Regions from separate parts of the Mus musculus genome. Here regions 2, 3, 4, 5, 6 and 7 are each linked to region 1. The links are chromatin contacts, called in public HiChIP or PLAC-seq and promoter capture Hi-C maps. All regions are on one chromosome and are shown on one strand. The core of a region is the stretch at or near the end of the contact, and the rest is flanking DNA. Distances in the headings are between cores, read along the strand shown. Region 1 holds the start of Calcoco1 (calcium binding and coiled coil domain 1). Region 2 holds the start of Itga5 (integrin alpha 5 (fibronectin receptor alpha)). Region 3 holds the start of Zfp385a (zinc finger protein 385A). Region 4 holds the start of Igfbp6 (insulin-like growth factor binding protein 6). Region 5 overlaps Copz1 (coatomer protein complex, subunit zeta 1). Region 6 holds the start of Copz1 (coatomer protein complex, subunit zeta 1). Region 7 holds the start of Zfp740 (zinc finger protein 740).

What was found. Promoter capture Hi-C pulls out the DNA fragments that hold promoters and counts their contacts. HiChIP or PLAC-seq counts read pairs in DNA pulled down with a chosen protein or histone mark.
Region 2: a contact with region 1 is called in an H3K4me3 HiChIP or PLAC-seq map of embryonic stem cells, with 8 read pairs. The contact joins the promoter of Itga5 here to the promoter of Calcoco1 in region 1. A contact is called at or near these places in 1 of 39 promoter capture datasets (pre-B cells) and 1 of 115 datasets of contacts at active chromatin or transcription factors (embryonic stem cells).
Region 3: a contact with region 1 is called in a promoter capture Hi-C map of pre-B cells, with 2.6 times the contacts expected there. The contact joins the promoter of Zfp385a here to the promoter of Calcoco1 in region 1. A contact is called at or near these places in 7 of 39 promoter capture datasets (cranial neural crest, embryonic stem cells, liver and 2 more), 1 of 484 Hi-C or Micro-C datasets (embryonic stem cells) and 7 of 115 datasets of contacts at active chromatin or transcription factors (the 230-238 cell line, bone marrow-derived dendritic cells, bone marrow-derived macrophages and 3 more).
Region 4: a promoter capture Hi-C map of pre-B cells shows a contact between it and region 1, with 4 times the contacts expected there. The contact joins the promoter of Igfbp6 here to the promoter of Calcoco1 in region 1. A contact is called at or near these places in 5 of 39 promoter capture datasets (the 3T3-L1 cell line, the C10 cell line, fetal liver and 2 more) and 1 of 9 other capture datasets (adipose tissue).
Region 5: an H3K4me3 HiChIP or PLAC-seq map of embryonic basal ganglia shows a contact between it and region 1, with 4 times the contacts expected there. The contact joins the enhancer-like site here to the promoter of Calcoco1 in region 1. A contact is called at or near these places in 6 of 39 promoter capture datasets (the 3T3-L1 cell line, cranial neural crest, hippocampal neurons and 2 more), 7 of 115 datasets of contacts at active chromatin or transcription factors (T-cell acute lymphoblastic leukemia, embryonic basal ganglia, embryonic stem cells and 4 more) and 1 of 9 other capture datasets (embryonic stem cells).
Region 6: a promoter capture Hi-C map of 3T3-L1-derived adipocytes shows a contact between it and region 1, with 4 times the contacts expected there. The contact joins the promoter of Copz1 here to the promoter of Calcoco1 in region 1. A contact is called at or near these places in 9 of 39 promoter capture datasets (the 3T3-L1 cell line, 3T3-L1-derived adipocytes, the C10 cell line and 6 more), 3 of 115 datasets of contacts at active chromatin or transcription factors (forebrain, neural tube and stem cell-derived neural progenitor cells) and 1 of 9 other capture datasets (pancreatic islet).
Region 7: a promoter capture Hi-C map of pre-B cells shows a contact between it and region 1, with 3 times the contacts expected there. The contact joins the promoter of Zfp740 here to the promoter of Calcoco1 in region 1.

What each region holds. Positions count from the first base shown.
Region 1 is chr15:102,720,596-102,724,240 of GRCm38.p6, reverse strand. Calcoco1 (calcium binding and coiled coil domain 1) reads left to right here and starts at 2,063. Exons shown (of 15, transcript NM_026192.3): 1 at 2,063-2,194.
Region 2 is chr15:103,365,034-103,368,678 of GRCm38.p6, reverse strand. Itga5 (integrin alpha 5 (fibronectin receptor alpha)) reads left to right here and starts at 1,888. Exons shown (of 30, transcript NM_010577.4): 1 at 1,888-2,379. The coding sequence starts at 2,153.
Region 3 is chr15:103,338,194-103,341,838 of GRCm38.p6, reverse strand. Zfp385a (zinc finger protein 385A) reads left to right here and starts at 1,753. Exons shown (of 8, transcript NM_013866.2): 1 at 1,753-1,792. The coding sequence starts at 1,783.
Region 4 is chr15:102,142,172-102,145,816 of GRCm38.p6, reverse strand. It overlaps Igfbp6 (insulin-like growth factor binding protein 6), which reads right to left and starts at 1,631. Exons shown (of 4, transcript NM_008344.3): 1 at 933-1,631. The coding sequence starts at 1,269.
Region 5 is chr15:103,298,524-103,302,168 of GRCm38.p6, reverse strand. It overlaps Copz1 (coatomer protein complex, subunit zeta 1), which reads right to left. Exons shown (of 9, transcript NM_019817.2): 9 at 2,304-3,476. The coding sequence ends at 3,429. Among named protein-coding and RNA genes, the nearest start is that of Gm41406, 9.9 kb to the right of the region's middle. Within about 2 kb of position 1,763, at least 115 of the 459 cell types and tissues checked have an H3K27ac peak or open chromatin away from gene starts, as enhancers often do. A contact at or near this core is called in embryonic basal ganglia, forebrain and hippocampal neurons, where this site is marked.
Region 6 is chr15:103,271,125-103,274,769 of GRCm38.p6, reverse strand. Copz1 (coatomer protein complex, subunit zeta 1) reads right to left here and starts at 1,882. Exons shown (of 9, transcript NM_019817.2): 1 at 1,829-1,882. The coding sequence starts at 1,846.
Region 7 is chr15:102,201,978-102,205,622 of GRCm38.p6, reverse strand. Zfp740 (zinc finger protein 740) reads right to left here and starts at 1,978. Exons shown (of 8, transcript NM_001289691.1): 1 at 1,821-1,978; 2 at 537-1,052; 3 at 318-394. It overlaps Csad (cysteine sulfinic acid decarboxylase), which reads left to right and starts at 571. Exons shown (of 18, transcript NM_001359126.1): 1 at 571-1,484; 2 at 2,363-2,486; 3 at 3,049-3,179.

The DNA.
Region 1 (3,645 bases), core at 814-3,313:
GCAGGCAGATTTCTGAGTTCGAGGCCAGCCTGGTCTACAGCCAGGGCGATACAGAGAAACCCTGTCTTGAACCCACCCCACCCCCCCAAAAAAACCTGCTGAGCCATCTCTCCAGCCCCCACCCCATCCCCATCTTGACAAACTAACCCAATCAAATATATCCTTCAGTATCTGTATTTACCCTTTTAGTGAGACATATGGAACATCCGGCATAACACTAACACATACTTGTTGAATGATGGGGCTTCCCGTTGCCACGTGCCTTCACTGAGCACATAAGAGCTCAGTGAATATTTATCCCCTGACTAACACTGCTTCTTACAACAACAGAATTTAAAGCCACATTAATACAGTGCTGACTACTGGAACTTGAACCCTGATTCTGCCACTTAGCTGGATTAACCTCACGAATTACTCAGCTGTCTGAGTGTTGCTCTCATTACACGTAAAATGGGGATGATAATAGGGCATACGTTATGGCTGTTTAAAAACGCTGTAAGCATCCCAAACATGGAAGTTGTTATTACCTTAGCTCTATTTGAGACTGAGATTTTTACAAGCTTTCATTCTGAATGCAGACAAAATAAACATTTGAGACTTGAGTCTTTGGACAGGCTTCACTCGTAGCTAACCCAGGACCTTGAACTATCTCCCCATCCAGCAGCTTGTGCCCTAACTCATAAATCCTGACTAATGACACAGACATGTCATCTTAATGTTTGTGCAGCCCAGTGACTTAATGCTTGGAGATCTTCAAATGAAAGGCACCCAAGGACAGCATCAAATACCCTATTCAATCTTAAAAGGAAAAAAAAAAAAAAAACTACCAAAAAAAAAAAAAAAGTAAAAGAAGAGGCGCCGCCAGAACCTACTGCCACAGATAATTAGAATGGACCCAACCAGGAGAGGACAGCTGTCTTTCCGGCATAACTATTTATTTGTGAGACAGGGTCTCCTGTGTAGCCTGAGTCAGAATCGAAATCTCCAGGATCTCCCTGCCTCTGCCTCTTCAATTGCTAGGGTTATAGGTGTGTAGCATTACATCTCACTTAATCCTTTAATATTGAGAAAGGGGGGGGGGGTTGAACTCTTCCAGGGTTGGAGGCCACCCACAACGATGAGGACGGTTCAAGTCCTTAAGTGACTGCGGTGTGGGAACAGTGTGACTCTTTCGCCTATCAAAACAAAACAAAACAAACAAACAAACAAAAAACAACCCTATAGCAACAATTGTATTGTTGCTCTAATTAATTTAAGCCAGTTAAAAGGCTTGGGCAAACAAGCCTCTCTAAGTAGCTTGTTGTGAGCTGTGGCAGTCCTGCCAAGCTCTCTCTTCAACCGCATGCTTTTCATTCCACAGCCTAGCCACCATTTCAAGCTATGTCCCCTAATCCTAGCCCCAGAAGCCACTCCAGGGGGAGCACGTGCAGGTGTGGTATGTGTGTGTGTGTGTGTGTGTGTGTGTGTGTGTGTGTGTGTGTGTTATCGGACCCCTTGGCATGGAAATCTTCTCAAGCTGGAACCAAACAGTAAGCTTTGAGACTTTTACAAGCTCTGTCAACCCTGAAGTCAGAACAAGCTAAAAATAAATAACCACTACCACCCCTGTGAGTTTCCCCACCCACAACATGGTGGCTGTAGCTCGTAGCTTGGGAGAGGCCTGGCAGAGTTCTACAGTTTCATAGCCCTGACCCTAGAGGATTCCTTAGACAAGTTTTTTCTTTTGTAAGTAGATATAACACTACAGCCTATCTTGTAAAAGCGAACAAGAAGGCTGTGCTGGAAGCGTTCCGCCCCACCGAAAAGAGCTGTGCAGAACGCGTTAAAGCCGTCAACTCTCCCACTAAGCATGCTACGAACCAGCAGCCTCCACTAGATCAGCCTGCCCTTTCTTAAGGAATCATGGGCCGTGAAGTCCTTTGGAAGACACACCCTCCTGAACTGCCTCGGGAGTAAGAACTACATCTCCCGGGATGCCACGCTGAGTCCATCACCGCCCCGCCCTCTTCCCCGCCCCTCGCGCGCAGCCTCCTGGGACATGTAGTTCCACAGGTAGAAAAGTAGACAGTGTCGAGTCATAGAAGAACCACAAGCCCCAGAAGCTCTCGCGTCACTCTTCCCCTCCCCTCCTATAGTCGGAGTGCTGTTTTTGTTGTTGGTGAAAGGTGAGGGGAACAGCTGATCCGTCCGTGGGGTAAGAAACTTGGCCTAACTGAGGGTGGGCTTACGCGGGGGTGGTCAGCCCGCTTCTCAGCCTGCGAAAGGCTAATCCGAGAGAACTGTAGAAGAGGACGGTAGGAGCGTTTAGGTTTTAATACTTTACGCACTAAGGAAGCCTCCCCCACGTTTCGGTTTTGTTGGTTTCAAGGGGGGCCTTGAGGAGTAGCCCGCATTGTCCTCACTTTCTTGCGGGGCCTCCTCAGTAAAGCTCGATCCGATTATGGAAGCTTGAAGGGACTGAAATATTTGCTTAATCTTTTCCAGGCAAGTCTTTGCCCTCACAGACCTTCTCTCTCTTACCCAAATCCAAAGATCCAAAGGCCTTTACTACGCTGAATCCCTGAGGGGAAAACTTCCAACTTGTGGAACGCCAAAACGCTGAGAGCCCTACAGTGGAGAGGGGACACACACACACACGCACACACAGAGAGGGAGAGAGAGAGAGAATGCATTTGAACATCAGCATCTGACCACATACACTTTCAGTTCTGAAGAATATCTGCAGCTGTTACAGATTGTCTTTGTGGGAAAGGAGGGGTTTGGGGTTCTCAACGGGTAGAACTTTAGAGACAGATCTCACTCTAACCTAAGAAGACTTATATTGAAGAAAACACGGAGTAGCTGTAATGAGAGATTTTTCATAGATGAAAAAAAAAAAGCCGACAAAGAAACTGTTTCCTATTGCATTGCTGGCCCACCTTTCCTTCTCCATGGAGTGTTTAATTTCTTTTAAAGTTCCTCCCCCACTGTCTCAGCCTGGTGTGGGTTTGTGATGTTTGGGGGTGTGCATATGACTAGTGGTGATGTCTGATTGGACACATCAGCTGCACCTGACACAGGAAGCAGATGTGTGGGCTAGAGAAAAGGGCTGCCTCCCCGCTCTGGACTGAGGTGTATTTTTTTTTTAAGTTAATATACAGTGAGTTTCATTTCAAACATGTACACCATCCATACTTTGTTCTTATTCATCTCTGAGTACTACTCTGTTTTAACTTTTTTTTTTTTACTTCTGTGTGTGTGTGTCTGTCTGTCTGTGTCTGTGTGAAGATAGGTGTACAGAAGTCTGAGCACAGCTTGGGGATATCAGTTCTCTTCTCCCAACCTTGAGTTGGTGGCAAGCACCTCTACCCACCCAACTATTCTACCCCCTGAACTCTTGATTGTTGTTGTTGCTATTATTATTATTATTATCTATTTTCCAATTAGTTCTCCCTAGCTAACTCCATTTTATCTGCTTATCTCCTGCCATTAACCCAAACATATGTCAAGATTTGGACTCTTAGAATTGAGGCTAAGAGGAGCCAACAAGAAAATGGGTATAGGGTACTGGAGCTGGGCTAACACCCAAACAAATCATTAGCTTTCTAGCTCTGCTCCCGTCAAGATGGGGGTGGGGGGGGGGAGAATGTTTCTCGTTGATCTCTG
Region 2 (3,645 bases), core at 639-3,138, 640 kb before region 1:
CTTAAACAAGTCATCACTCTATAGCAATTTTCTCTTCTAAAGAAAGATTAAATGGACACCCTCTGGGGATCTTTCTCTTACTGGCCTGGAGGGTTATGCTGAAGTCCCTCCAAGCAGGAAGAAATTCCAGTTCAGACTCAACAAGAAGCAGAGCAAAGGGAGGCTAGGCAAAGGCAAGGAAGGCAAGTGAGAAAGCTAGAGGTGTCAGGGCCACTGGGTGAGGACTTATAAGGGCAGAGAGAGCCAAGAGAGGAGGGATATTGGGGAGAGTGGAACAGCTAGCCAGAGAATGACTAAGGGGCTCCTGCGTAAACAGGAGCGAGGAATGGACAGGGAGGGTGCCTGTTTGAGTTGGCCAATGTTGGGGGATTGAGGAGGAGGAGGACCAAGGCAGGACACTATGTCCCCTGTCCCCCACCAAGGCTCCTGGGAGGATCTGAGTCACACACCTCCCTAGCTGTATACCTCCCCCCTTCCTCCCCAGCTCCTAAATCCTGGGAAAAAAATCTAAAAGTCTGGGCTGAGAAAGGAGAGGGCTGGATTCACACATGTGGGACCCAAGCCTCACATGAATGTCTATAAACAGTAAATAAAAGTCCATTCTCCTCTTCACCTGGGTTCCCCCCCTGGCCAATCACACCAGAGGTTGACTTTGGGTACTGCTTGCCTCAGATCCTGACCCACAGATTCCTTATGTTTCCCACCTGACGAAGGGTCAGGACCTGCAGATGTGAAAGTGGAATGGAGCCAGGGTTAGGCTGTAGTCTGTTCAGCTGGCCTCTCTCTGGGGCTGCAATTGGCCCTGGAGATCTGCTTTTGAAGATCTAGCTGGGTGACTGAGGACAGAAAGCAGAGTAAGAGTAACAGATGAGAGGAAGCATGCAGCAGGAAAAAAAAAAAAATGACTCTGGGATTTTTATTCAGCATCCCCTCAGGCCACAACGGGTCAAAAGAGAAGGGCAAGAAGAGGGCAGGATTTTACTCTGTGGGCCTTATTCTGAAAGGGGAGAAGTCCTGGAGGAAAAAGGCTGAGAAGGGAGTAGAAAGCAAAGGGGATTAGGGGAGACTGTAGGCCTCTCTCCCCTCCCCCCAGACTAAGATAAAGACCAGAATCCTGAAAGGTGATCTCATCACACACAGCCTGAGCTAGGGGCTAACAAGGTACCTTCACTTACTACCACCCCTTCCTCTACTTACACAAATAATGCAAGTGTCTTGGGTTTCAGATGGCCAACAGAAGCTGAAAGTTGGTTCCCTTTGAAGACTCCCCACCACCACCATCACAACTGCTACCCATCACTTATCTTTCTGGGGCTTATCCAGGAAATCAGGCAATCTGATGAAGGAACTGAATTGAGAGGTTGGCCACTTGGTCAGGTATCAAATCCAAGAAAGGGCCAGAACAGAGACTTCCAAACCCAACGTTAGCAAATAAAGCCCAATGCTCCTGTGTCAGAGACCCCAAAAGTCCTATGCTTTCCACTCTATCAGCTTGGGGAGGGGCAGCCGCGGAATTCCCGAGGCCAACGAAGCTACCCCAGGAGGCTGTCTGGGGAGCGTTCAGTGACTGGGCTGCAGAGTCCCAATCTAGCTGGCCAGAACCCAGGCACCCAGTGGCCCCGGAAGGCAAGGGGAATCCCTGTTGGCCGGACGCCAGAGGAGTCCCCTGTCTCTCGACCCCAAAGTTTTTTTCCTGAAGAAATGAGGGAGACACACACACACAATATTCAGGCTCCCTCCGCCCCCCAGAGGTGATTCCTTTCCTCATTAGGAAATTTTCTGCTCCCTTTTCCGACTACTTTTCCGAGCGTTTACGTTGTACATCTGGAAAGGAGGGGGAGGGAGGAGGGGGAAGCGGAGAGGAGGGCGAAGAACCCAAGCCCGCCCAGTCTGAGCCAGGCCAGACCACCGGCCTCCAGCTGGGGCCGGAGCCAGGGTTCAGAGGTGCGGCCCCCCACGCCCCTTCGGGTGCGGGGCGCGGCCTCGGCGTCCCCGGGACCCAGGAATGCCCCCCCGCCAGCCGGCCCGGCGGCCGGGGGGAGGGCCCAGCCGGGAGTTTGGCAAACTCCTCCCCGCGTTGAGTCATTCGCCTCTGGGAGGTTTAGGAAGCGGCTCCGGGTCGGTGGCCCCAGGACAGGGAAGAGCGGGCACTATGGGGAGCTGGACGCCACGGTCGCCTCGATCTCCTCTCCACGCGGTGCTGCTGCGCTGGGGGCCCCGACGCCTACCGCCGCTGCTGCCTCTGCTGCTGCTACTGTGGCCGCCACCACTCCAGGTTGGGGGCTTCAACCTAGACGCGGAGGCCCCGGCGGTGCTCTCCGGGCCCCCCGGCTCCCTTTTTGGCTTCTCCGTGGAGTTTTACCGGCCGGGAAGGGACGGGTGAGTGGCGAGGTTGGCGGCGGGAAGCGGGCAGGGGGCCACCTGGAAACTGGGGGCGCGCCGAGGACTGGAAGCGACCAGGACTTGAGTTGGAGGGCGGAGTTTGGAAAGACCAAGACTTGAGTTGGGGGCCCAAGCTAGAATTGGGGGCCCGCGCTGCAGCAGGGAGGGACCGTGGCCGACGTGGAGTGTGAGATCGGTGTCGAAACTTGTGTGGCATGAGGAGAGGACCCGAATCTAGAAGCTGGAGAAGTACAGGCAGGGTCTAAGGGCCAACCGGGAGGAGAGGGCGCAGAAAGCTTAGGGTCTCTGGCGATCTGTGGGCTGCGGGAGACCTGTGGCGGGTGGGAGTCGAGGGGGGTGCGGAGGCCGGGCAGGGCCTTAGGAGGCAGTGGAAGAACCTCGAGATCCTCGGTGGGGCTATTGAGAGGGTTGGAGCTGGGTAAGCGTGTGCCGTAAGAGGAAAGACAGACTGAGAGGGTCGGAAGGTTATGTGGGGGCCAGTCTCATCCTCCCCTCCCCCATCAACTCAGACTCGGGAAAGACCCGGGAGGAAGACGAAGGCTCCCTCCCCTTTCTCCTCATTCTCCTGAATTGCCTCCCACCCCCAGTCTCTTCAGGCGAAGAGATCCAAGAACTTGGGGAGAATCCCAGAACCCTGGCACTGGGGGTACTAGGGCTAGTGGCCGGATCAATCCAGGGCGGTGCACGGATGTGTCGGGAGGGGTGTGAGTGCGCGCGCCTGAAGGGGGGTGGGCGGTTTCCCTCTTGCTCTAGCTCTTGGGAGGAAGAGAAAAGCTGATTTCCTGTAGCTTGTCGGCTGTAGTAGAACTCAGACTTCTGGGACTAGGGTCGGAAGCTGAGAAAGATATAGGCTCTCTGGGCCCAAGAGCATCAGAACGAAGGTTCCTGAAAATCTCTATGGAGAATCCTTATTTCCGGGTAGTAAGCAGACCTAGACTGGTGCCCAGAGGCTTGGGAAAATTAGAGGCCACATTGAAACAAACGTGTTTGTTTAAATAAGGAGAGGAGGTCTGGAAGTAAGAGAAAAGTGACGGTCCCAACTGCTGGGCTAAGGGACCCCAGATGCCATATTCCTGAACCCCTTTGATGACAGCAGTAGGTGTTTCTCCACCTACTAGCTCTGAGCCTCTCTCTGCCCATGGCAGCACCTACACCGACCCTGGGATCTTAGGGCTTGATTGGACCTTTGTCAGAAGTCATCTGATTTTAGCTGTTATTTAATTAGGGGGCTGGGGGTGGGAT
Region 3 (3,645 bases), core at 504-3,003, 620 kb before region 1:
GGGGGTCTCAAGTTTCTTGACATCAATTAGGGCAGCCGGCCTGGACTCATTAGTAGCCTGGGGTGCAGGGGCTCATCAATAATGAATCTGCCCCACACAATGCTCCCCCAACCCCCCAGCTGCCTGCAAGGTCACCGCACCCTCTAGCCAGCTGCCTCCCATAGTAAGCTAAGCAATCCCTCATCTGAGTTCCACCTAACTCGGGAGACCCTGGAAAGACAGTGTGGGCAGGTGGGCCTGAAGGGCAAGGAGGGGGCTCTCGAATCAGCCAAGCCCAGTGCTGGCCCTCGTTTTAGTATGTCTCCTCCCCAGGGGAGAAACCTGGAAAAGGAGAGGAGGGGCTAAACCTAGGAAGCAGGCTTTCTGTTATAGAAGTGCAGGAGGATTCCAGCAAGTTAGATTCAAAGCGAGAAGATGGCCTCTCGTGGACCCAGAGATCCCACATCTTTCCTCAAAGCAGGATCACAGGACTCAAAGACTAGGGTGCCGGCACCCATCTTTCACCTAGCCTTGAGCTGGAGTATCTTGGCAATTGCAAACAGCTTTTCACAGATGGAAGGCAGACATTGCTGAGGCTCACAGTAGGAACAAATCTAAAATTCCTGCACCTGAGTTAGCAATCAAGCCCCAACTTCCCGCCAGAAGCTGGAAATGCCCTCCTTTCCTCAAAGTTTCTGAATCCAATCCTATCACTCATGACCCCGCTTTTCACTCTTGCCTCCACCCTCCCTAAACCATGAGTGTTCCAATTCCCAGTCTCACCCCCTCTCCCTCTGGCTGGGTTGGCCTAAAGCTGGCTGCTTGGCCTTCTGGGAACTCTGCCTGCTGCCCTCCCTCTTGTGGCAGGTACAGACAGGTTCAGGCTGTAGCAGCTGCATCTTCCCTAGATACCTATCCGACTCTCACACTCCAGCTTCCTCCTGTTTGCCTTAGGAACATCCCATTCTCAAACGTCTCCCCAGCCTTCTTACACCCCTGCCACCTGAATCAAAGCTCTTCTTGGTAAGGTGTCCTGCATTTAACCCCGGGATAAATGCCCCTCCTCCCCAGCTCAGTCCAGGACATCTCTATAAGGTTGAACCTCGCTGATTCTGACCTTCTGTCATCTTCTAAATAGCCTAGCAATCACCACTGCAAGCTTCTAATTTCTGCCTCCTCAGGACCACTGAATGCAATCTGTTCACTTAGCTTCCCCTAAGAACACTGTCAGATAAACCTCGAATCCATCTTCAGAACCACGACTCACCTCTGATAGTCAGTCTCGACATCCTGCTCCGAAGCGGAACAAAGTAGGACCCAGGCATCCTCCCTGCACCTCCAGGGCCCACCCAGCCCATTGCTCTAGAGGGGCATCACTATCCCACTCAACCCGGGCTCTGTTCCTCCCCAGATCACTTAGGATCCTGTCCCTCTATCAGCTGAGAATGAGTCTTCCCGCCCTCAGACTGAGCCACTCAGGAACCCAGGCATTTTAGTTCCCAGCCTCCTCAATAACCTCACACCATCTTGTTCCCCAGCCCCAGCTAAAGCGACATCCTAAAACCCAGAGATTGGGGGCGGTAACTGAAAGGCTGGAGGAAGCGGGAGGCTGCCAGGACGCCCCCTCGCGGAGCCCGGGGTGCCAGGGTGCCCCCTCCGGTCTTCACCTGCTGTGGGCCCCGCCCCCGCTCCGCCTCGGCCCGCCCCTGCTCCTCCCCGACTCCTCCCCCCTGTACCCCGAGTCCGACCAGAACGGCCCCCGGGACAGAACGACGCGGAACCCCGGGAGCCAGGGTCCCCAGCATGATCCTCGGTGAGTGGTCTCCACGACTCTGGGATCCGGGTCCCTGGTTCCTTCTCACTGGGTCACCAACCCCCACCCTCCCTCACCTCGGCACCGCGGTGACTGCGGCCGCCGGTCTGCCACTCATTCCCCCTCCCCCCTCATCTGGCTGCACATCTGGGGTCCCCTCTTCCTCTCTTCCCCTAGCTGCGGTTTCTCCTGGTAACATAGGGAGGGGCAAAAGGAAGGCCGAGAGAGCGAGACCCCCGCCCCATAATGAGAACATTGCGTATTCATGAGGCTCATGAATATTATAAGACAGTGCAGGAGAGACTGTGGGAGGGGGCTGGTCCTGGCCTGGTAGAGTTGGAGTAAAGGTTCTGACCCGTCACCTCCAGCGCCTTCCCCCACCCTTGGCTTAGCCACTCCGACAGCCTTCTGGGCCCAGGATAAGAGGGAAAGGAGGAAGTGGGGGGCGGAGGAAGAAGATGCTGGGTGTAGCTTCGAGGTGAGTGTGGTGGGAGGTGGGAACCTGACGGGTGAAGATAAGGGGGCTGGGTAGAAGAGCGGGTGGGAAACTGTCCATCCCGGGCTCTTGCGGCTTAGATCCTGTCTCCGCAGCCATCCTGCCCCGACACGCCGGGACCTGCCCCTCTCTCCCTGCGCCGGCTGCCTGGGCCCTTCTTCTTCTCCTCCTTCTTCCCTTCCACCCCAGCCGTGGGTCGGGGGCTACAGGAGACCAAGGAGAGAAGGAAAGTCAGAGTGGGGGGAAGGGAAGTCCCGCTGGGCTCTGACAGCCAGCCCGTTCAGCCTTGGCCACCCCATCTTCATGACCTACATCGGGAAGGGAGCCCCAGGGATGGGGGAGGAGAGGGCCTAGCTGTACTCCGGACTCCGCAGCAGCCCCTGCCCTCAACCCTGCTGCCACAGCAGTGCAGGGCCTGCTCTGACCTCTGACCTCCACCCTGGCTAGGCCGGTTCCAGGGCCCTGTTTATTGTGAAGCCCCCTACCACTCTCAGACACCTGTGGTCTCCCTGCCCCCACTGAGGACACCTGGCTCTGTGCTTATGCTGAACTATATCCCGTGTCCTCATCCCTCTCCCAAGACTCTCTGCCTGTGTTCTCTTCTTTCCAGTGACTGTGTATCTTTCCTAGCCCATTTCTCCACTCTTGCGTCCTTCCTCCATCTAGCTGTTGTGTGGTCTCAGCCTCTCTCACGACTTTTATGCCTTGCTTCCCTCCAGCTGGCCAACCATCATAGCTATTTAAATCCCTCTGCCCCAAGGCTGTCTCTAGTAGGTGGTCTGCCTTCTAATTCCGGGAGACACCTCAACACAGTTTAGACTCAGGACCCTAACACACAGGCTCCACATTCTGCCTACCGTTGTGTTCCTGTACTCTAGCTGTATCCTGGGCCAGCTGTAGCGGCTATAGCCTGCTTGCCCAGAGTAGGCCAGGCTAAGCCTTGTTTGCCCTGGTCTGGAGGCCACTTTAAACTAGGTATCAGGCCTGGAAGACCCCTGCCAACACCCAGCCACAAGAAGACTGAATCCAAACTCTCTGACATTGGACCCTGCCACCAACTGGCCCCAGCCATCTCTTTGGAGGACATGATAATTAACTCCCTCCTTTTGCCAAGTCCACAGGGGGTGGGAATCTAGTGGTGCCCCCATTCAGCTTAGCTTTCCTCTCATCCCCTTAAATCCCAACGAGGGAGGAAACTGCCTGCCAGTGCTCAAGACTCACCTTTAGAATCATACTGAGGTGTTCGGGTCTGAATGCTAAGGTCACTGAGTCCTCTACAAGGCAGCCCTAGAGGAACCCTGAGATGGCTGTGCCCAGCTCAGCTGTATGTGGTGTCTCATGCCTATCATCACAGCAG
Region 4 (3,645 bases), core at 382-2,881, 580 kb after region 1:
AGCCAAGGCTGACACTGACTGACCTTCCCGCCTCCACCCCTAAGCACTGGAATGGCAGGCCTGCACTGCCAAATGATCCAAATTCATTTCTCATCCCTTTCTATGGAAAAACCAGGGACTTGCTATCTTCCATCTCCCGTTGCTCTTCACCCCCATCTTTGGGGTGCTGACTCACTCTAGTCCCACCCACCCAATGACTCAGTCTTCTGTGTTCATCCCTGGGATAGGGTGGGGCTGGAGGGCATCCAATTCCTACCAGGTTTAAATCATAAGTCTGATTTGGCAGATTCCTTCTCTTCCCACTTCTTCAGCCCTCCCCAGGCCCTCTAGGGCCTGCTCACTGCCCCGGTGTCCACTGCCCCCGTGCCCACCGTCTGCAGTGCCTGCTACCCCCGGTGCCCGCTGCCCACTGTGTTTACTCCCCCGGTGCCGATGCTCCCGATGCCCACTGCCGTTCACAGTGGCACTGAAGGAGGAGCAGGAGACATTTCTTAGTGTGTGGAACTAGAGTTTGAGATTCCCTTTCCTCCTCCTCCATAAGGAATCTAGGTCCTGTCTCCAGTGTGAGCCTGGAGAGCCATGGCGTTGACCCTGCGGGGTATAGAGGAAAGCTGAAACTCAAATCCTCCATCCTCCGCCTACATACGTCTCTTTCCCTTTGGAGAAAATAGATAAGGGAAAGGGAGAGCAGAGGAGAATTCAGACATCTCTCTTGCTTATTCTAAGGTGCCCCTATCAGCCTTATAGCTGTCCCCTGACGTTTCCACTTCACGTTCCACTCAAGGCCCAGGAAGAACCAATGGGCCGGTCCCAGAGGCTTGAAGAGGCTGCCCAACCTGCATCTGTCCAGATTCCTACCAGGAGAGACTTGCTTCTCCTATCTCAGGTAGGCAGGTGGGAAGCGGGGAGGGAGGGGGGAGACATGGACTCACCCGACGGCCCTCTGGCGCGTTGACAGCGGCCCTGGCCGATTAGCAGCGCCCGCAAAGGCGCCTCTTCGTTCTCTCGGGGTTGGCACTGCAGTCCTGGGGCGCACTTAGGGCTGTAGACCCCGCACGGTTGTCCCTCTCTCCTGAGACAGCCTCCGGCTTCTGTACAGCCGTCTGCAGGCGATCCCGCGTCTTCCTCCTCCACGCAGCCCCCGCGACAACCAGTCTGCATCCCAGCGCCGCAGCCGGGGCACCCCGCTAAGGCGGACCCTGAGCCCGCAGCGAACAACAGCATTAGCAGCATGAGCAGCGGCTGCGTGGGCAGCCCATCCCAGGTCATGGTCAGAGTTTTTGCCCTGTACACTCCTTCCAGAGAGTCCAGTGCAGCTGCTGCTGCGGGCTCCTCTTTAAGAAGCAGAGGTCTGGGCCCGGCCCCTTAAAAGCCAGGTGAAGGGGGAGGGGAAAAAGGCAGTCCCTTAACTGGGTGGACTGGAGGGCCACCCACCTGGGTCCACCCGGCTTTTCCCTCCCTTCTTCTCCGCCGCTGTTTACTTCCCAAATTGTTCTGATGTTTTTTTCTTGCTTTGTTCCTGGGAATCTCGCCCGGAATTTGGGAGCTGTACATCTGGCTAAAGGGATTGTGGAGTAGGGAGGAGTAAAGGGGAGGACAGAGAAGGTGAACCGTGAAATCCAGTTAGCATGAGTGTATGTGCAGGAAGATGAGGAACCTGTAGATAGTGTGAGAATATTGGGGTGGGGGACGGTGATAAAGGTGACCCGAGAAGGGATAGTATGGGGGTGGAGATTGGGGGTCGGAGGGACTGTGCATCGTGAAAGAGATGTGTATAAACGCTAGGAAAGATGTCAGGCATATGGGCAGAAGCTCCCACGGAGGGTAAGAAACAGACCCAGAGAGAGTTGGTAAAGCAAACGGGGAAGGTAAAATAAAGACTCCTGGCCTGTGTCTGTGAAAAACAAAACCATAAAAACGCAAGACCTAGCCTTAGAGACAATAATAGGAAAAGCTGGGGCTGCTGGGGGTAGAATGAAGACTGCTTTATGAAGAATACACCTTGAGTAAATGTAGAAACCCTCGGAGACCCCGGAGCTGAGCTGGGGACGGAGGTAAAAGTAGGGGACTGTATTCTAGATGCATTTAGGGACAGTGGTCTGGCCACAGACTGGGCCTCACTCTCATCTCTGCACTTCAGATTAGCTTGTCTCTCCGTTGCTTTTTTCCTGTCTCCTTTCTATAGTCGTTCTTTGGGTCTTCTGGATTTCTCAGGCTGATCTGTGCCCAAGATTTGGGAAGGAACTGGTCGGAGAATTTCAGTACCAGATTGCGCAGTTGCCTCTGCTAGTTGGCTGCTCCTGTTCTGCCCATCGAAAGAAAGGCGTGTGCCTGCTCAGCGCTAGGCAGAGTCCCACTCAAGGCAAGGGTGGGCGGGTCCTCAGTACTCCTACGGCTCTCAAGAAACAAGTGGGATTGCTACATTGGACCACCCCGCCCCGCTCAATTCTGAGTTATGCAACAACAATCTCATTCTTTCCTAAAACAAGGGCCTTGGGCAGTGACTAAGTTTAAATTCTGGGCCCCCAAGCAAGAATGTCAGCACCGGCTTCCTGAGCTTTTAAGCAGATACAAAAAAAAAAAAAAAAAAAAAAAAAGCCGGAGGCTTCTCTGAGATTTTAGGTTTTAACAGAGTTTAGAAAGCGATGTTTTCCCCGTTGCCATGAGATACAGATGCTGATTGAACAGGCAGGAAAAAGTGACTGTTATCGTCCACCAAGGCCCTGGAGCCTCCTCTCCATGTTCTGACCCCAGCGTGGGGAGCCTTGGTTCCCGTCCAAGCCCTTATCCCTACTATTTATTTACTTTTTTCACTGCACATGTATCTAGCTAGAGTCTTTTTTATGGACTCAGGTGATACGTATTCTGCCAATTCAAGACAAAATAAAGTATAAAAGCAGGTTTATTGGGGGCAGCTCCCGGGAGAGTTCACCGACCACACAGGAGAGGAGGGGGTTAGTGAAGTCACCCAGCAGAAGGAGACAGAGAGGAGGGGGAAGAAAAGGAGAGAAAGCCATGAGCAGGGAAAGAAGAGATGCAGAGAGACAGACAGACAACCAGAGAAAGACAGACAAACTTCTGAGGGAGAGGAAGCACAGCCCCTGGGTTGGAAAATTCAAAGTAGAGGGCAGGGTATGCCAGTGTCCCGGTAACAGATAGGGACTGAGGGATGGTGGGAGAAAGAACCTAGAGGCCAGGTCCACTTTGGTAAGTGAAAAATGCACCTCAGCTGCTTGTCCCAGATCTGAATCCCAGCATTATGTTAGCTGCTTCTGAAAATGATGGAAAAGACAATGGGAAGATGGAAAGAAGATGACTCCTTGTTGGGGTCTCGGTGGTTCTCCACCTTTGAGAGGAAATCCTAACTCTTTGCTAACATCTAACATCCACTACTCTCTAGTTCCTTCCTAGATCCCCTCCCTGTGGTTCTCCCCCCCCCCATACCAACCCCCAGTGCTCTCTCTGTCCCTCTCTGAAGGCTAGCCCACCCCTACCCACCACCATAACCCTCCCACCCCCAGCTCTCAGTCCCTCTCTGCAGGCTAAGCAGGGCTGCACTTATCAACCAGCAGACTCTTTCTCTTTCCCCATCTTTCCACTCTGAATGCCCAGAGATTCATGCCATCCCTGGCGGGGTGCAAGCCT
Region 5 (3,645 bases), core at 514-3,013, 580 kb before region 1:
ACGGGGACGAATGGGAGGAAACAGGCTCTACATAAGTCCAGTGGGTTCTGCTATGGCCAGGAAGTAGAGGACGGGTGCCTGGGAGGTGAGCTGAGAGGAAAGTGCCACTAAAGGAGAGCTGAAAGGGCCTAGGGAGACCCAGGAAGACATAGGGCGAGGACACTGAAGGCCAAACACCAAATAAAGAAGGGCTTGGAGTCCCTGAGTGTTTGGGGTGAGACTAAAGGGGGACATGTGGGGTTATTTAAAACATGGACCCAAAAACAAGGCCTGGAGACCCAGAGAGAGATGTGAAATTGCAATATGCACAACACAGCCCCAGTCATGGTCTCTGGTCTGACTAGAAACTCCTTAGAGGCTCTGCCTATCCCTGGAATGTTGGTTTTGTGTTCTGGTCATGTTAGCCTCTCTCTTCCAGTTCTCCCCATAGAGGATGGCATCAGCTCTGTCTGCTGCAGGCCTCAGTCCTGCAGCTCATTTCTCTCCTGGGGTGTAGCAGGGGCATCACCCTTCACCCACCCATTCCTTCTTTGGTCAAAGAGGGAGCTAGAGCTCACCCAGCAAAGGGTCCTGCAGTCGGAATGGGGTGAAGCTGCCTGGTCATGGTGGGAAAAGAGGGAGCACGCATGGGCACCAGGGGAGGGAGGGAGGGAGGGAGGGAGGGAGGGAGGGAGAGAGGGAGAGAGAGAGAGAGAGAGAGAGAGAGAGAGAGAGAGAAGCCTGAAGGGGCACTTGAGGAAGAGACTGCAGCAGTAAATCACTCTGTGGGGGGGCTCCCTCTGCCTGAGCTCAGTGGGGTGGGGAAAAGAGAGACAGTGGGGTAGGGGCAGCATGGGGAATCGCCACATCTGGCAGGCAGGTGTCTGGCACTGTTCAGGCTGTAGTCTCTTTCCCAGCCAAGGGGAAGAAGGGAGGAGGGCCTCCTAAGAATCCCCAGGGGAAGAGGGAAAGGTTCACAAACAGGAGGGGGAGGCAAACCAGACAGTCCAAGTCACTGCTGTTTTTGTTTTAGTTAGTGCTAAGGATGGGTTTGCAGAGTCCCAAATGAAAGTTGCTCACCAGAGGACGGGGTAGGCCAGGGCACCAAAACTTCAGTCTTGGTGGGAAACAGAAGGCTGGAGAAACAAGCATAGAGAACTCAAACGGAAAGAACTACGCTCCTGTTGATATATCTGCTCACGGAAGAGGCCTCAACTCCGTTCTAACTCTGCTGTCCCAAGCCAAAGGATATACAGGCCATGAGGAGCAGGTTGGGCTATATAAAGCTGGGCACTGCCTCTCACAGACCATACAAGCAAAGATAGAGGGCATCATAACTCTTCTCCCACCAGGCCTCCAGCTTCCAGTACAGGGCCCCAGGCAGGAGTGGTCCAGCATTCAGCTGTCTATCTGCTTAGAGGGATCCTGGGCCCAGGTGCTTCACAGCTGCTGTGCCTAAGGTTTCCATAAAAGGAGGACCATACATAGGCTTCATCCCGTGTTGCAGAGGCTCTTCCCATTCTGCTTCCCTCCTTCCCCTTTTCCTTGTCCGTCCTAGGTTTGCAGACCCATGCTAGAACAGTAGATAGAGGTGATAGAAGAGACCCTACAAATCTCAGGGGAGAGGAGGAGTCCCCGCATTGCCCCCTCCTTAAAATCCTGCAGAGGAAGGGGGAAAGAAAACCAAAGCATTCTCCTGTCGCCGCAGCAACCATAAAACCCCCAGCTAAATCCATCTTGTGAGCTCACCGCCCCATTAAGATGCAGGGCCAGGCTCTGCGCCAGCCCAGCCACATTCATTTGTGCGAATAAAGGTAGAGAAGGGGGAGGGGAGCAGGCTCTGGAGGGATGGGGAAATGGCGAGAAGAGGTTATTTACACCACCGTCCTGACCTTCTGGAGCAGCGCAGGCTCCGATAAATAACCCGCTCAGCGCCGTTTCGGAGGAGTGGGAGGTGCGGGAAGGGAGCAGGGGCTGGAGGAGAGCCTCCACGCAGGTGCGCGTCTCCGGGTTACTAATGGCTGAGGCGGGAGCAGGCAGCTGGCTTTGGGGGTGTGTGGGGGAGAACTCAGTTCCCTGAGTCTCCCACTGAGAAAATACCATCCCCACCCCACCCCTGGCGCCAATTTCCAGGCGAGGGGACTAGAGATGCCAAGGAGGCAAACAGCCCTGTAAATTAGGGGTAGGGGGGACTGCTGGGGAGTCTCTGAGGTAGAAAGGAAGAAATATTATAAGAGGTGGGGTGCGGGGGCGTGGGGGTGGTGGCTGGAGGAACAGGAATAGCTGCCAAAAAAGGGAGGAACAGAGCCATCACACAAAGGCAGTTTGGAAGAGATTCACTTTATTCCTAAGCCGCACAGCAGCGTACAAGGTGGACTTCGCCTGACTCCATTTCTTGCAGAGGCCGCCTCCAGTCTGCCCACTTCAGCCAGTGCATGGGCCAGAATGCTTGCTCAGAAACGTTTTTTCCTAAGTCATTTTCACAGGGATATGGGATCAGGGAGCAACATTACACCCAAGAACGGGAATCCAAGCCTCAGAGGAAAGGTACTGCACCAGGTCCTCCATTTCCAGGGAAGACTGATGCAGAGAGGGGGAACTCAACAACAGATTGTAGAACCAAAGCAGAGAAATATGTGAGTGTGGCGCTGAGGAGAAGGAACACGGCAAGGCCAACGTCATTACGGCTCTTTCCATCCTCAGTTCTGAGCAGAAACTTTTCTAGGGACTAAAGTAGTTTGGGTTCCAAGGTCTGGCTTTGCTCCAGGGTGACAGAGGCCACAGGCAATGATCTCACAGGTTCTACAGGCAGAGAGGTGTGGTACAGGCCTAGAGAGATGTTCTCAGGACCATGTGCAGGTACAGCAGCTTTGAGGCTAAAGGCCAGATCAAAGTTGAGGCTGAGGGGACTAGCTCCAAGGGCCTTTAAATCACTGTTCCTCTGCAGCTTGTCCCTTCCCTACAAGCTGTTCCCATTTCTTCTAAGGCAGAGGATAGGGCAGCAGGAAGGAGAGAAGCTGAGGCAAAGAAAGTATGGCCTCTGCCACTCCAAACCCACTTGTGCTGAAGTTAGGAGTCCTCCATTTGCTGGCTATATGGGCTGCTGGGATGAGGGCCCTTAAGGCACAGGGAAGAAAACACTCAGCACATTCTTTCTCTTGCTTTGATGATCTGAAGTACAGCCACAGTAAAGGGCCAAGAAACCAAGGAGAGAATGGGGGGTGGGCGAGACAAGTGTAAGTAGGAAGAGGGTGTTTCCCCTGACTCACTCAAATCTGCTGGGGACTTTACTCTCATGAGAGGGAGGGGAAAGAACCCCAGAAAGTATAGAGACAGAAGAATCCATTGTGGTTCTCCAAGATGACCCTAAGGACATAAGTTGGGGGCCTGGATAAGAAGTCACAGCAGATGTGGGTTTTGAGGGGCAAGGAACTGGGCTCAGAACACTTTCACCGAAGGAGGGACCACTTGATCTGTTCTTTGGCTGACTGCAGCACCTGTGGAGACAAAGGCAGCACTGAGGGGGACTTGCAAGCCACAGGGTGTGAGCAGGCTGAGGCTCTCCTTCCCCACACTTGCCTTCCCTCTCCTTAGAAGAACAGGGGATAGAAAATCCCAAGGGTGGAAGAATAGGAAGAAGCTCTCTAAGGCCCTAGAGGATTGTCA
Region 6 (3,645 bases), core at 633-3,132, 550 kb before region 1:
GCAGGCTGAGAGATACCACACAGTGCAAGAAAGAGAGAAAATGACACAGAGATTTCCCCATACAACCTCAGCTCTCCTAGTGCTGGGGTCAAACACAGGGCTTTTAAAGATAGCTAGACCATATGCTCTTAGCATTTACACCCAGCCCAACAGAACCAATGGGAAAGGAGTTCCCCAAGTACCATTTTCCTCACTCTTTAAGCTGGTTCCACTAAATTACATTAATTTTGGTTTTATGAGACGAGGTCTTATTTTGTAACCCAGGCTGGCCTCAAACTAGCAACAATATAGCCTCAGCCTGAGTGCTGGGGTTACAGGTGTGAGCAACCACACCTGATTAAGAAGACCAAAAACATCCAAGGAAACTAGTTTCACAGACTCTATCCACATCGTCACAAGATTTTTAAAAACTCATTGACCGGTATAGTAAATACTTGAACTACTCAATACATTAAACATTTTGCTTCAACTTGTCCAACACATATGATGAGAATAAATTCTCTTTGACATTTGCAAGAAGGAAAGTAAGGAGGTTTGAACAGATAGGTCAGTGGTTAAAGTGCTTGTCATACAAATAAGAAAACCAAAGTTCAAATTCCCACATAAATGCCAGGTGAGTATAGATGTCTGCCCTGGCTACGTGGCAAAGTTGATTCCAGTCAGACCTACATGAAACTCTCAGTGAGAAAACTAAAACAAGTTGATGTGGTGGCACATACCTCTAGTCTCCGAATTTGGAGGGTAGAGGTAGGTGGTCCTCTGTGAGTCTGAGGCCAACATGGCTTACATAATGAGTAGCTAGGGCATCAGGAAAGGGAAAGGTAGAGAGGGACCCTGTCTCAAAAAACTTTTTTTCCTTTAAAGAAAGAAAGAAGAAAAAGCTTTTTTTCTTTTACTGACAAGAGTTTGATATGTACACTTACAAGGAATATAAATGAAAACAGGAGCTAAGGAAGACTCTTAGAAACAATCCTGGAGTCCAACTAAAGGAAAGAAGCTGGGAGTTAAATTCCTACACTAACACACAGACACAGGTAGGCAGACTCATGGGTCTCTAAACTGCTGGCCAGTGTCTTGAAAGAAATGCTCTGATCCTGTTCTAGGGGGCAGAACAAGCAGAAAGGATCAAGGGACAAGAGAGTTAAATGCACTTCTATAATCACAATTCTCATGTAAGCAAGAAGGCTGAAATGGATCTTACAGTATGAGTTCCTAAAGTCTGAAGGAGGGGAGAGTAGGAGAGAAGAATAAGGAGTCAGAAAAAGATATTCCAAAATCTATACTAGCTCTACCAAGTATTCCTGAACCTGGATGGAATGCTGACTCTCAATCATGACAGAATTACATACTAAGGATTAACAGGAAAATAAAAACAAGTTTTGTAAAGGAACAGGACATGGAATTGCCAAAAGGTAGTCGAATTCTGACCACCACCAGGAGGATCTGGGACTGACAAAACACCTCTCTTCTGCCATTGCAACTTGGGGGACTAGAATATGAGGGTTTGGGGAAACTCAAGTAGGTATGATCCACAACAAAAACCATCGGGGAGAACTTGAAAGACACCCCTCCAGCGCAATCAGAATTCTCCTAAGGACCCTGCATGTTCTCTTCAACTTTGCCACCGACTCCTGCTCTCTTGCCGGCAAGGCTTCCTACTCTATACCGCGGCTCTAGCTCCCATTGTAGGCCACACTTGCATTGCACAGATAGCGGGAGCTTTGGCCCCCGAGGCCTGCCCGGAACCCTCTCCCGGCCCCAGCTGATGAGCCCCACCTCCCGGACCCCCTGGACACCACAACGGAGCCACTGGCCCTCCAGCTCCTACCAAAATCAGCGCCTCCATCTTGCCCGTAGCTGCTGCCGACGTGGAGTCGCACAAGCGACGTCACCGCTGATTGGCCCTGAGTCTTCGCTAGGTCCCGCCTCAAAGAGGCAACATTGGGTGAAGATGAGCCAGCCTTCGCGTCTTGACCAGTCAGCGTAGTCACTCGCTTCACGGAAGCCAACTGTCCAGCCAGAAGAGGCAGCTGTTAGATTGTCACCCGGAATTTTCAATGAAAGGCCAAAACCTCAGCACTGAAGGGGCGGGAGGATCATTGAGGGCGGTGTTGTTTCCATGGGGAACGGAGGAAGCGATTGTTACTTTGCTATTGGTAGGAGGAAGCCACGTGATTCTGTCAGCCTCCAATTCGCACTCGCTATAGGGGGTGCTATGTGTAGCCCTTAACATTAGCCTTGCTGAGAAGCCCTACCCGAATACAGATTCCCATCGCCACCATTAGGATATCCACAGCTGTAGTGTCCTTGGGTCATTTCAACAACCTCGGAAAGTTCACCAAGTTAGCTATAGGCAGCCAAGCGTTAACTACACAAACCAAGGTCTCGAGAAGTATATCCCAGGATATACACGTGTGGCATGCACACATACCCAATAAATATATATTTTTTTAAGATTTATTTATTTCATTTATATGAGTACACCGTAGCTGTCTTCAGACACACCAGAAGAGGGCATCAGATCTCATTACAGCTGGTTGTGAGACACCATGTGGTTGCTGGGAATTGAACCCAGGACCTCTGGAAGAGAAAGCACCCAATGTTCTTAACCACTGAGCAATCTCTCCAGACCACCCCCCTCAATATTTTTAATGTAATTTACTTAAAAAAAAAAAAAAAACTGTGGGGACTGGAGATATGGCTCGGTAGTTAAGAGCTCATATTCGATGGGCAGTGGTGGCACATGTTTTTAATCCCAGCACTTGGGAGGCAGAGACAGGCGGATTTCTGAGTTTGAGGCCAGCCTGGTCTACAAAGTGAGTTCCAGGACAGCCAGGGCTATTTAGAGAAGCCCTGTCTCGAAAACAAAAACAAAAAAAAAGAGCTCATACTCTTCGTGTGGAAGACCTGAGTTCAGTTGCCAGCTCCTATGCCCCGTTGCTCAGCTTCAGAGAATCTGCTGCCCACTGCCCACTTTCTGTCTGGGAGTTGAGTACAGGAGACCTGCACTTTGATGGACAACGTTTTCCCACTTTGGTTCAATTTGAAATAGGATATCAAGGCATTGGAGATTAGAGCGAATGGAAAGAAAGCTATCAGCTTCTGACCCCCAGAACAATAAGAGTTACAAGGCCAGAGATCATTAGCCTTTGACCTCCATCTTATGCTGTGTCCCACCTCAGTACCTGACCCTACCAGGGCTGGCCCCCCTACACCTCTCCGTGATCTCTGCATCAGTTCCTACCTCCAGGTTCCTGCCCTGCCTGAGTTCCTGTAGTTCCTGTCCTAACTTCCTTCAATGATGAACAGCCATAGGGAAGTGTAAGCCAAATAAACTCTTTTCTCCCTAACTTACTTTTTTGGCCATAGTGCTTCATCACAGCAATAGAAACCCTAAAGTCAGTATATCTGTGCACCCTTTACATACCTGGTACCTGTGGAGGCCAGAAAATGATATCAGATCCCATTGAACTGGAGTTGCAATGGGATTGTGAGCTGCTATTTGGGTTCTGGGAATCAAACCCGGGTACTCTGGAAGAGCAGCCATAGTTGTTAAAGGATGAATCCTCTCTCCTGTCCCAGTGGCGGGCATTGTTCTTGCTTTGGCAGATTAATGATAATAATAACATTTTTCTGCCCATTTAT
Region 7 (3,645 bases), core at 729-3,228, 520 kb after region 1:
TAACTACCCACCAAACCATCCAGTGGTGTCCCATCCCTCTAAGCCCCTCCCTCTGTCTGAGTGCCCTTCTCTGTTGACTTCTCTAGCAAAATCCTATGCTACCTGCAGGCTTCCTTCCCCCCCCCCCCCCCCATCCAGGCAGAGGTACCACCACGCAGTCACAATCCTTCTATCACTGAGAACTCCTTTAGTCAACTGATTCAGAGTCTCTAGTACCAGCCAGCTATCACGCAGGGCACCGTGAATATAAAAATAATAAATAACAGACTGTCTTGCCGTCATCCCTCCCCCTCCCCCCAACTAGCCTGGGAGCTTACTGGGGACAAGGGCAATCTTATTCATCTTTGTATTCCAAACACAATGCCGTGCATGTAACAGGAGCTCAATAAAATTCCTGTTGGGAAAAAAAAACAAATGAAGCATTCACCAGACTATACACTCCCTTATGCCCGAGTACTTCACGTACCAAAAGTACACCGGGTACAAGGTGCTTTGCCAATGGCCCATCAGTGCCTGTGACGTGATATATAGCCTACCTCCTTCATTTGACTGGAAGCTCCCTGAAGGCAGGGGCTGTGGCCTGTCTCCTTTCCTTCCTCTAGATCTCCCCCTGGCGCTTAATACAGAGCTCGGCTCACTGGGGATGGTCAATACTGTTGGCTAAGGCAGAATTCAAGGGTGACACTGCAAAGAGGCTTCCCAGTGAACGGTCTTGAAGGAGGACTCGAGAGCTTTTTACCTGAGCCATGCTGACTTCTCACTTAACGAACCCAAAAAGTTCAGAAGTTCTCTGTCCCAGTTTTCCTTAAGACACTGGTTGTCTGAAGAACCGTCACCAAATCACAGTAACGGCTCCTCCCCGTTCTTTCAGTTCCTTTGCCATATTGAACTGTCTTCTCAAAGAACTCGGTGTCCTCCAAAAGGAAAACAGGTGTCCCAAGAATCCGCAGTCTCTCTCTGACTTCTGCCTCTTGTCGGAAGAAACGAGAGTCTACCAGTCTTGGTTTCCAAGTTGAATTCTCTTGGTGAAGCTCTAGGTCTGTTCCAGAAACCTGAAACCAGAAAGGGAGATGAGGCCCTTAGGTGTAACATCTTCAGGCCAAACAACGATCGAAGCTCCCTCAACTTATTTTGCTGGGCGTTCTGAAGCTCAAAAGGAGGACATGAGTCGAGAGCTTTCTTTCTAGGTCAGTAGAAGAAACTGGCCTCCTGGGCCGAAAGAGCAGCCAACGGGAGCAAAAGTAAGTTGGGCCTCCTATAGAGAGGATCTGCCAAGAGAGTAAGAGCTGGGATTTGCCATCTTAGGAACGGAAGAAGGGGGCGGAGGCCCTTTGGGGCTTTTGTGCGGAGTGGGCCGGCCTGCAAAGCTGGCACTCCACAGACGAGGGCAGAACTGTGTTGGAAGGAAGCTCGGGAGGCCTCCGCCGAGCGCCGGGGTGGCTGGCAGTGCCCGCACGTGAGCGTCGCTCGGAGTCCGCCCGAAGGTTCGTAAATTCGCCGCCGCGGAGGCGGAGGGCGGGCGTGTGTGCGCGCGCTCTGCAGGCAGCCGCAGCGCGCAGCCCCGGGAGCGCCGAGCCGCGCGCGACCTGCGTGCTCGCGCCCGCGCTTCCCCCCCCCTTCCCGGGCAAGGCCCCCTCTCCCGGCGGGGCGGTGGGGGGCGGGGCGGCGGCGGCCCTCCCCTCGCGCCCCCTCCCTCCGCCGCGCGCCCCTCCTCCGCCGCGCTCCCCTCCCCCCTCGCGCGCGGCGCCCCACGGCCTGCGAGCTGCTGTCCGCCCGCTCGCCCGCCCGCTCGACGCTGCCTCCCCGCGGCGCGCGCCTACCTGCCTGGCGCGGCCTCCCGCCGTCTCCTCCGCCGCGCGGCGCCCCCTCCAGGCCCCAGGCACCCCGTGCCAAGCCCGCGGCCGCCGCTCCCCGCGTCGGGACCGAGGCAAGTTTACAAACACCAACCCGGGGCCCGTTTCCCCGGAAGCACTTCTCCGTCCCCCTCCCCCTCTTTGCCAAGCGGCCACATCCACTTCCGGGCTCCGGAGCCGGGACAGGAGGGGGGGCCCTCCGAAAAGGGGTGAGGCTGGGGACGCGCGGAGAGCTGCAGCTGGCGAGCGGGAGGGGGACGGCCCGGAGGACCGGAGGAGGGTGGTGCGAAGGGCGGCGCCTGCGCCGTGGCGCGCGAGCGCCCCGGCCGCCATCTTCACTGAGGGCAGCTCCCAGGCTCGCCTGGAACCTTTAGGGAACCTTTAGGTACTGAGTGTTCTTTGAGAAGGTTCGCTAGGTGCGCTGGTTGATTCTTGCAGAATCTCCGTCTCTCTCCTGACGCCCCAGGTAGAAGCCGGGACAGTTCGTACCTCTGATCTTTTTTTTAAAGCTTGGTGAGGTCTGTTTTTCCGGTGCCTGCTGCTGTGGGGTGCAGACCTGCAGACTGAGGTCAGCTGGGAGGAGAGTTGAGCCGTTGCGCAGTCCTGCGGTACACACTAAACCACAATCTGCATGTGAGTCTCAGTGAGTTCCCTCAATAGCCAAGGCAAACGTGCTCCGGCCCCGCAGTCTTGACCTAGCCAAACTAGGCTTCCTTTCAAGAAAAGGCCTTTTTTCCCTTCAGTGGACTAGTCTTGTTGGAGATTTGGAAGTGCGTGTTGTCCTCTGGGCCAGGCCCCCTTTGGAAATTTGAGCCTATCCTCGAATACTAGCGCCCCACTTGTAGCATTAGAGAGGAGTTCTGCTAAAAGATAGGACTATTCTAAGTGCACACTTGGCAGAAGGAAACGTGAATTCCACTTAAGTCCCAGTTTCTATTCTAACTGCTGTCTGGTGAGTTTAAGTGACAGTAAGACACTATCCAAAAAGCATATGGATTCCTAACCACAGTCCTGTACCTTTTACACCACTAAAGTAAGTTCCATTTCCCTTAGGGTCATTCTGAAACTGACATAAAATGGAGAGACATGTCACCAGGAATGTTTTTAAAACAAATGTAGGGACCTGAAGAGATGACCCAGCTGTTAAGAGTGCTTGCTGGGAAACTAGGACCAGAGTTTGGATTCTGTTTTCCAGGTTAACAAGCCTGCTCTGACAAAGGTGGAGACTGGAGAATCCCCTGGACTTGCTGGATTCCACCTTAACTGAGAAAATTAGAGCCCCAGGTTGGGGAAGAGACCTTGCTTCTAAAGGAATAAGCAGTCCAGGTGTGTACAGGCTCTTGAACTTGCATGGACAGAGTCACATCAGAAACAATCATACAGTTTTAAACATTAGCTTAAGCAAGGGAGTGTAGCCGGGTGTTGTTGGCACACACCTTTAATCCCAGCACTTGGGAGGCAGAGGCAGGTGGATTTCTGAGTTCGAGGCCAGCCTGGTCTACAGAGTGAGTTCCAGGACAGCCAGGGCTACACAGAGAAACCCTGTCTTGGAAAAATAAAAAAACAAAACAAAAAACAAAAAAAAAAAGCAGGGGAGTGTGACAAATATCTTTAATCCCAGCACCTGAAAGGCAGAGCAGGCCAATCCCTGTGAGTTTAAGGCCAACCTGGTATACATAGCAAGTTCTACCAGCTAGAGATACACAAACTTTATTTATTTATTTGTTTGTTTGTTTATTTATTTTAAAGATTTATTTATTTATCATATGTAAGTATACTCTAGCTGTCTTTG